Regions from separate parts of the Danio rerio genome. Here region 2 is linked to region 1. A link is a contact called in public HiCAR-type data. All regions are on one chromosome and are shown on one strand. The core of a region is the stretch at or near the end of the contact, and the rest is flanking DNA. Distances in the headings are between cores, read along the strand shown. Region 1 overlaps tmc5 (transmembrane channel like 5). Region 2 holds the start of pigq (phosphatidylinositol glycan anchor biosynthesis, class Q).

What was found. HiCAR-type assays count read pairs that join an accessible place to other places.
Region 2: a contact with region 1 is called in a HiCAR-type map of caudal fin, with 4 times the contacts expected there. The contact joins the promoter of pigq here to the enhancer-like site in region 1. A contact is called at or near these places in 8 of 18 Hi-C or Micro-C datasets (caudal fin, embryo, fibroblasts and 4 more) and 2 of 4 datasets of contacts at active chromatin or transcription factors (caudal fin and embryo).

Annotation. Positions count from the first base shown.
Region 1 is chr3:25,491,406-25,496,236 of GRCz12tu, forward strand. It overlaps tmc5 (transmembrane channel like 5), which reads left to right. Exons shown (of 18, transcript XM_005163920.5): 18 at 1-2,164. rab40c (RAB40c, member RAS oncogene family) reads right to left here. Exons shown (of 6, transcript NM_001040348.1): 6 at 332-2,840. The coding sequence ends at 2,566. Among named protein-coding and RNA genes, the nearest start is that of tmc5, 20 kb to the left of the region's middle. Within about 2 kb of position 2,331, at least 9 of the 62 cell types and tissues checked have an H3K27ac peak or open chromatin away from gene starts, as enhancers often do. A contact at or near this core is called in caudal fin, where this site is marked.
Region 2 is chr3:25,543,981-25,549,040 of GRCz12tu, forward strand. pigq (phosphatidylinositol glycan anchor biosynthesis, class Q) reads right to left here and starts at 3,096. Exons shown (of 11, transcript NM_199429.1): 1 at 3,087-3,096; 2 at 707-1,446; 3 at 499-630. The coding sequence starts at 1,404. It also overlaps a transcript of socs1a not described here.

The sequences.
Region 1 (4,831 bases), core at 1,081-3,580:
ACATTGTAGCCAAAAACTAAAAATCTAATCTCAAGACTTAATTTGTGGACATTTTTTTAATTAAATAGTTCCCAAGTTTTAGTAATATTTCTCTCACTTTTTCAATTATGTCAATTAATAGACAGAATTAAGCTAAAATGAGCAATAACATTCTTTTTTTCCCCTCATTTCTTGTGCAGGGCTCCACAAATACTGTCAAATGAACATTTGATTTGTTTTTCCACCAATACACATCTATTCTGATGAGATATCTTTGTAAATACGAAAAAAACAAATTACTATTTTCATTTATTATTAACTTGCTGGATACAAAGAACCCCAAAGCATTGCATTTACTGATAACATTATCCATTTTATTGTGAAAAAAGTTGTTGCTTTTCATACACTAAGAACTGTACAATCAATAATTTAAAAAAAGTTCTTATGTTCCCCCCGTTGTCGTTGTTTAAAGAATGTCCAATAATTAGGCAAGTTATTCAGCAGCTTTTAGCTTCAACCAACAGAAAATAGTGTTTACAATTGTGTTCCTACTGCTCCACCAAATCACATTTCCCTTTATCCCATTCACACCTTTCAAAACCGCCCATTTGGCAACACCAAGAGGGTCCCATCATACTGTCAACCATCACACGCAAAAACCATGAGCGTGTTTTTAAAACAGAGGCTTCGATTACAAAGAAGAAAACACTTTACAATACCAAAAAAGAGAGGTTGAAATGGAACGTTCTAACTAAGTCACAGAGTTTCTTTGCACTGTATGACGTGCAACGATATTACAGAGAACAACTTGTGCTCTCAGGTGAGAGGCTCAAAACTAATACCTACTCAAGATTCTGAAGATGCTCAAGAAAAGGAACAAAACACTTCTTTGTAGTATTTCTATAACCACAGCCTTTCAGGATTATTAAAACAGGGGAACCAAAACACCTTCTGTGGACCCTTTAGTATTTAAGTCACCCAACAGATGGACACTATTATGCACAACTGCTCTAAATGCACCACCGAACATGTGCCAGGTTCATTCTATCAGCTATAGCGACTGCAAAAGCCCTGGAGCGAATAGCTTATAGGTCAAACACCAAGAGCTTAAGGCCCTCTAAGGGAAGTTTAAAGGCCCCCTGCTGGCAGCCGTCGCTCAGCCGGGTTTAAACAGGCTTCATTGGGCAGCTCTTGTAGCTGGAGGCCGGGGCTCGTCCCTGAGATGAAGGGGGTGGGAGAAGCAAAGAGAAAAAGAGGGGGATTTGATCAACTGAAAAGCATCCATAATTCAACAAGCACAGCTCATCAGATCCGAAAGAAACAAGCAGACGCTTCTGACACGTTCGAGATCTAAAAGGAGCGCTATGACGTTTCTATTGTGCTTGATATTTAGGAGCAAGCTTGAGCGGGTTTATTATCCTTCATTCTGACATACATCTATAGAGAAGTCATGCTGCGTGTGCAGATTGAAAGGGCTTCGAGCTAAGACCTGACTTTTGAACTCATGCTACAACACTGAAAACTGGTAGAACACATGTGTGATTAAATCACGGAGCATTTTAGCCAGAGACTGCTGAAAATTGTGCTGAAAATATATCAGGAGAGAACTGAAATGCAGGAGATATGAAGGAGAAAATCAGGCTGCAAGGCTTGAAGTCTGAACGTGAGTGGTGAGGTAATTACAGTGTAGGGTTATAAGATTGGAAATATAACAAATAACCCCAAAACAGACATGCGGGAAATGCAAGTCAGAGAAGGAAAGGAGCTGAGAGTAAAAAATAAACTAAAAACAGACTAAAAACCCTTTGCCAATACTGTCCCCTGAGGAGAAATTTCCTGCGATCCTTGGTTTCTGACCCAATGAGGAACAATTCATCAAAGTTTGCTGGATCTTCATAATGGAAAGAAGGCGAATAAAAGGTGCCATGGAAATGTTTGTGCCTAGTGCTCCCGCAGTCCACATTCTCTCTGGTGATTAAGTCACTGTGCAAATGACCATCAAATTCAGACACGACCAATTCGCAGTGCAAATCACATTTTTTAATACATCAGTTCAAATGTAAGCACTACAAATGGCCTCAGCCCTCTCACTGTAGGTATGCATGCAAGACCATGTGACCGTTCGAGGTACTTCAGCTTTTCTACAGGGAAAACAGAACCCCTGTAAAGAACAAAAAAAAAACACCATATGCAGAGCACTGAGGATTAGGAGTATGAGCAAATAACACAACCAAAGCGGAAAAAGCCCATAAAGCAACTTCAAAATCGCAGCCTCTCAGCAGCCACTGCAGGGTTTGATCTGCATGGATTCTCCAGCAGAGGGCGCTAGCGTGGCAGGAAACATGCTGTAGGTGGTCACCGCATGAGTGATAAATGGTGTACTGCAGCAAGGTGAGGGAGTAATGTGGCTCTTAGTAGCAGCAGGAAGTGCTCTTTCACTTGCTGCTTTCCCCGTGTTGAGAGGTGCCACACCCGTGTTGCGTCATCGACCCAGCCCTGTGTCGCTTTCCTTGTGTGTTTGTCCGCGTGCACCTGAGTGTTATATAAGTGAAGGGAGGGGGGGCGGCCCGTCCCTGTGCCTGGAGGCTAGGAGATCTTACAGTTGTTCCTGGTGCAGTTCTGTGGTGGACTTTGTGGCGGCCGGATGGATTTGGAGCGTTTAAGACTGTTACCTTTGCTGCCTCCGGCGGCATTGGCCAGCGAATACGAGCGGCCGTGCATCATGACAGCATTCATGCCGTTCGCCATGGAGAATGACTTCAAATGGCTCTTGATGGCCACAGGAAGTGGCAGCTTATCGATTAGGTGCACAGGGGTGCAGGAAACAATGGCACGGCAGCACAAGTCCTGCAGACTGAATACTGGAAAGACACAAAAGACAAAACACACACACACACATTTCAGTTAAAAGACAAAAACGATTGAAACAACCTGGAGGCTGAAGCATTACCATAAACCATAAAAACAACAAAAAAATAAGCAAATGGTACTCTGGGGATTCAACAGTAGCTGCCTCGGTGCATCTGCACGCTCGGATCATTTTTTATTCTCTTTACAAAAGTAATGAGAATGTTTTAAATTATTCAACATTCCCTCAGCAGATGTTAACACGCTGCCTGCCTGCATCTCTTTTCTGACAGAGGCAAATGCAAATGATGAGATTCACATGGGAAGCTTGACATGGGAATGTTAGTTATCGGTATTAGAAAGTGATATACAAGGGGGAAAACCTCGTTTGGTACGTTTAGCTAAAAAAACTATGTGAACAGCTTGGTGCTGTTAGCAAGGCTTTTTTACAGTCTGTGTTTGAGACTGACAACCATATTTACAAACAGGTGCAACTGTTTCAATTAATAATGAACTCTCTACTTCTTACTATGGTTTACAGGAAGTTCTCATCTCTCAATATTCAGGAACAAAGCCTGTAACCAGTCAAAGCAAATAAAATATGTTTCATAATATAATATATTATAATATAATATAATATAATATAATATAATATAATATAATATAATATAATATAATATAATATAATAATATATTTAATCTGGTTTTAATAATTTTTAATTCTTTTTTTTCTTGTGCTATATCCAAATATCTAAATGTGCTATATAAATAAACTTGCCTATAATATAATATAATATAATATAATATAATATAATATAATATAATATAATAAACAGTGCTGAACAAAAATTTGTCTTGATTAAACTTATCCAAATTAATAGTTTGTGTTGACATAATAAACGTGTGCGTATTGTGTATATTTATTTTCCATACATAATTACACACATGCATGCATATATTTGAGAAAACGTGTATTTATATTTAGCTATAATATATTTGTATATGATACAAAATATCTATAATTTTAAATATATATGTTTTGTATATGTATGTGAGTGTGTGTATGTATATATATATATATATATATATATATATATATATATATATATATATATATATATATATATATATATATATATATATATATACACACACACATATACATATTTATATATTTCTTATGATAAAACAAACTTTTATTTCAGATGTGATTAATCGCAATAAATTTTTACCAGTTTACCAGTTTTAACAATTAATTTTTATCAGTAATAATATAATATAATATAATATAATATAATATAATATAATATAATATAATATAATATAATATAATATAATATAATATAATAATTAATATAATATAATATATAACAAAACAATGTCGGTGATTGTTATTCATTTCATTAAGCAAAGTAAAAAAAAAAAGCAGTACTTGTTAGCTATTATTACGACAAACATTTAAAATAACTGTTTTCTGTTTATAATTTTTATGGGTTTATTAATGTTCAAAATAATAATTTGAAATAAAACTCCCATGTTAAATTATAAATACTGACAGAACAGATATCTTGACTGCCAAAATTTGATTCATATATAAATATAATGTTGAAAGGTAAAGATAATATGATATAAAGATAATGTTAATATAAAGTAGGATAACATATTCTGCTTCTTCATGAAAACAGCTAAGGAGAGCAAAGTAGAGCAGAAATCGCTGCCATTTTGAAAAGCTTGTTGAAAGTACTTCCCATCCTCAGAACGGCAGGATGCTGCATCTGCTAAACAGCTCATCTGAGGCACTGCGAGGTCTCATGGGAAAATCCCACATAATAGTGGAAACAGACAGAGAAAGAAGTGCCTCGCTGAAAGCCTTCTGCCTCTAATTATGCTGCTCCGGACTACATAACAGTGTGGTTTTCTATGCTAATGGAAAGCTACGCTGATCATGCCAGCATTTCTCCATCACCCAGAAGGTTGAAACCAAACATTTCCACTGTATTTATGG
Region 2 (5,060 bases), core at 1,846-4,345, 53 kb after region 1:
AGCACAAGGCAAAAGTCAATGCTAATGTTTTTTTCTCTTTTGTTATCAAATGAAAACACTCGTTTTATGTGATTGACCCCTTCCTAGGGCCAGACAAAATCTGCAGACATTTTTTGCAATTTCTGCACAGAATTTTGTAAAAAAAAAAAAAAAAGGGGGGGGAATTTTTGCGAAATGATTTTGGGAGTATCGTGACTAAAAACTTAATATATGACATGAAAAAGAATACCTTTTTAACTTTTATTTAATGTTTACAATGCAAATCCAATTAGATCCACTGATTTGGTAAACAAAGCAAGTCTCTCATATAATATCTCTACTAAAAGACAGAACATATTACTTACAAACTATTGTAAACAAATCATCTGAACCTTTTAATATTAGTCAATCATACTACTGAAATGAATTTAAAAACTGAATAAATATAAATGCACACACATTTAAACAAGTAAATAAATACACTCAATGATTGGCTAAAATCTGCGGATCTACCCCTACCTCATGAAATCCATGTGTGTATCAGCTTTTTTAGGGGAGAAAACGGTCTTAAAATGAACGGCCCTGTAACCCGACTGAACACACGTGGACAGCTTGCTTGTAATGAACTTCACAGGAGGTATATTTAAAATCCTGTCAAACAAGAAAGGATGTGATTAACACATTTTCAATACTGAAAACAGACAGAAGATGGTCCACTTGAACTCACCTAAAGCTGCAAAACCAAAGCCAAAGAGAAAGCAACCACGTGAGGCAGATGCACACCGGCACAGATGCTTGTTTAAGAAGCTCTGCAATAATACTAGCCTCCCTCCCTTCAGACTGCCAGTGGGTGAGTTTCAGCGGCCCGTCGTCGTATTTATCCAGGAAAAACAGAGGCTGACTTTGAGCAACTGTTTGGAAGACCAAGCGCAGCTCTGACGGCTCGATTTCAGACTTTTGGTCAGCCTCTTGCACCGGATGAAGCTGCGACAGCATCACCTTCCTTTGGTCATAATGAACGAGGATGATCTTATCTTCTTCACTGCCATCTACATCACTCTTCTGCTCTTTGTCCTGTAGAAGCATCCCATTGTTTTGAACCACCCGACATGTAAAGCCTCTTTTGCCAATCTCACGGCTCAACTGCAGCCAACATTTCTGAGGAAAGATGGTGCTCAGGTCTTTGAGGAAGCTGTCCAATCCTTCTTGACCTTCTTTTGGCATACTCCAGGAACCCAGCACGGCAAGATCCACTTGAGTCTGGCTCTGGATCTCACTCAAGTACTTTTTTACCTGTCCGGGTATGAATGGATAGTGAACGACAGCTAGTACCACAGCAGAATTGTGTCCTGGGATCCAGCGCCCGACCAGCAGGCCACTGTCAGCAGTGTTGCAGCATTGAGGGAAGAAGATCTTCAGCACCATGTCTGTGTGCTATAAAGTCCACCAACAGCGAAATATACAGTCCTGTGTGGGCACAAAAGCATTATTTTAACGCTAGAAACAAGAACACAAAAAGCACCATATGTGTTAGACATTATAGCACGTATAATACAGCATTCTGAGTAGTTAAAAACAAGCAAACAAACAAACGTGTTGTATGTTAGCAGCACACACATCTAACGAGGACAGCTATATAGCTGTGCCCTTCAAATCGGTCATTTCTATGGCAACCACACGCTTCGGGCAAAACTCTCATCGATTTTATTCACGGCACTACCATTGACAAATGCAAGGACGTGCTATTATATGCTGTAATTGCTAGTTAAGTGTTTATAAAGTTACCTTGTTGATTTTGAAGGTCGAGAAATTCTGAGAAGTTGTTCTGTAGGAGGCGACGATTAAATTAACGTTACTAAGTGCGTTAATCAACGCTGGCATTATCTCAAAAAATAACGCGAAATCATAGGGCAATTGTAATAGATATGCTATTGAATAATCCAGCACGTGCTTTTGTTAAACTAACTGGAAACCAGTTTTTCAATGGATTAGACGGACCGTAACGTTCATATTGTTTACAGTCCGTCGTTAAAATTCCGCCGGGTGAACTTAATGGATATTTTTTTGTTCCGACTCAAATAGTTCAAGTAAGTTTTGAATGGCAATTTTTCCGCCAAAAACAATTTTCCCAATGAATGATTCCATTCATTTATCATTATATTTAAAAAAAAGATCAGATGAGCAATAGTAGCAGATAAAGAAATAACCAAATATGCTACTATACATATGGACGACAAAAACAATAAATAAATAAATAAATATACAAAATAAATAAACAAATAAATAAAAGAATTAATTAATAAATCCACAAATTTCCGCATAAATAAAACAATAAATAAATATGCAAATAAATATATATTAAAAACCCACAAATTCCTGCATAAAGAAATATAGTGCGGGCAGATTAATAACTAAATAAGTTACATGGATGTTGGGAAAATAAGAAAATGCTAAACTGAAAGTAGATTTCCCCTCTTTTACACCACACTATTAATTATTTATATATTTATTTTTGCAGAAAATTGTAGATTTATATATACATTTATTTGAGTATTTAATAATTGTTTTATTTTTGCAGGAATTTGTAGATTTATATTCACATTTATTTATTTATTTATTTGAGCATTTTTTTTTGTTAAAAAAAAACAAAAGATGCATGTTTTGTTAAATTACGCAGGAATTTGTGTATTTATTCATTTATTTATTGATTGATTTCCATATTTATATATTTATTGTTTTATTTATGCATGAATTTGTGTATATATTTGATGTTTGTGTATATATATGATGAATTAAACGTGTACTAATTTGCAAAAGGAAGATTAAAAATTTTTCCCAAAACATTATTCAATAAAATGTTGCAGATATTGGATAATGAAATCTACAGAAACAAATATGCAATGAAAAGTACACTTTAAAGCAGGATATATTTAGTATGTTTTCTTAACAAAAAACGTGAAATATTCTTTAAGGCAAAAAGCACTGTTTTTTCATGCTTTTTCAGAGATTATTTTCAAATAATAATATTTTTGATCATTAAAGCACTTAGCAGAGTTAGGACTGCATGACATGAGCCATAAAACCTAAGCGTAGAAGAGTGTACTTACATGAACCTCTGATCTGTGAATGTGTCTAAATGAGACTTTTCCTAAATGAAACGTTAGCTATCTTAACATTCAAGACAAAGGGGCCCCACAAAACCAGCTTTTCTTTCTTGATAACAGCTTCTCTCACATGATAACACTTACATTTAGGAGGGAACTGATGGAAGAAAAAAAAAGAAGAACAAAGGCTGTAGAGAAGGCTGTGGCTTTATTATTTTACAAATGTTAATTTGCCTATTTAAAATAATAAATTTAATCATAATGTTTATTTTTGGGACACAAAATAAAACAACAAAAATAACTTTATAGGCAGGTGTAACCGTGATTTGTAGGTTAACCATATTTGCCAAATGAAATAAACGTCTTCTTATTCTTGCAAGAATAAAATATTAATAAACAATAAATAAATAAAAATAAAACATCTCCCTCCGGTATTCTTGGACATACTTGGATCAACCTGAATTAAGGATGTAAAAAAAATTGTGTGGCTACCAGAAGATGGCGCTATAGTCACATTAATATAACCCTGAGTTTTAAAGTGATAAAATATAGCAAATATTGACGATTCGGAGGTTGGACAGACTGGTCTTAAATTATAATATCAGGAAGGGATAATAATAAATAAAAAAAATCACAGACTTACAAAAGCTTTGAACTCATAGCCATTAAGGTGTCTCTTTGTGTCCTAATGCCTAAACTTCAAAGTTTTTACACAATCCAAATTAAGTTAAATTAACTGCGACAAGTTAGACGTCGAATCAAGCCCGATACAAATTAATATTTAACCGTTCAAATAGCTTTTCTAACGGAGAGTCAAACCATAAATGTAAATTCAGCATTATATTTTCTTACTTTTGAGGGACACATAAGAAGATATTTTGAAGAATAGTGGTATCAAACATGGGTTTGGTTCCCAATGACGTTGTATGACTATGATAATAACAACAACAACAACAATAATAATAATAATAATAATAATAATAATAATAATAATAATAATAAATAATGATAATAATGACACAGTGGATCAGTGGTTAGCACTGTCGTTTCACAGCAACAAGGTCACTGGTTTGAGTTTTGGCTGGGCGTGGGTTTCCTCCGGGTGCTCCGGTTTCCCCCACAGTCCAAACACATGCGCTATACGTAAATTGATTAACTAATTTGGCTGTTGTGTATGTGTATGTGTATGAATGAGTGTGTATGGGTGTTTCCCAGTACTGGGTTGCGGCTCTAAGGGCATTCGCTGTGTAAAACATATGCTGAATAAGTTGGCTGTTCATTCCGCTGTGGTGAAAATGAATGAATAAATAAAGTAAGTATTATCATTCATTCATTTTCTTGTCGGCTTAGTCCCTTTATTAATCCTGGATTGCCACAGTGGAATGAACCGCCAACTTATCCAGCACGTTTTTACACAGCGGATGCCCTTCCATAAAAGCCTTCCAAAATAGATTTACTAATCGACAGTCAAACCATTAATGTATTTTCAGCATTTTATTTCTTTATATTTAAAGAACACAAAACAATATATTTTGAAGAATACTTGTATCAAACATGGGTTTGGTTTCCAATGACATTGTATGACCATAATAATAATAATAATAATAATAATAATAATAATAATAATAATAATAATAATTTTAATAATAATAATAATAATAATAATAATAATAATAATAATAAATGAAAAAGTCATACAGTATGCAGACACCAGATACGCTACTATAAGCTTAAACAAAGCCTATTCAATCAAAATGTCTGGCTCAACATTATGCAACAGTCACCTCTGCCCTGTTTACAATGAACAGTGCTTACAGAAAAGGTGGCGTTTTCATGTAAAGATACTGCTGGGCGAGTCACGTGATAAGGAAAGCCAACGAGAAAGCTAGGGATTTTTTTGTGCGTGTGTCTGATGAATGATCCACACCTTTTATAATAATTCAACGACTTTGCACGGAACACGTTTGTTTTTGTTGT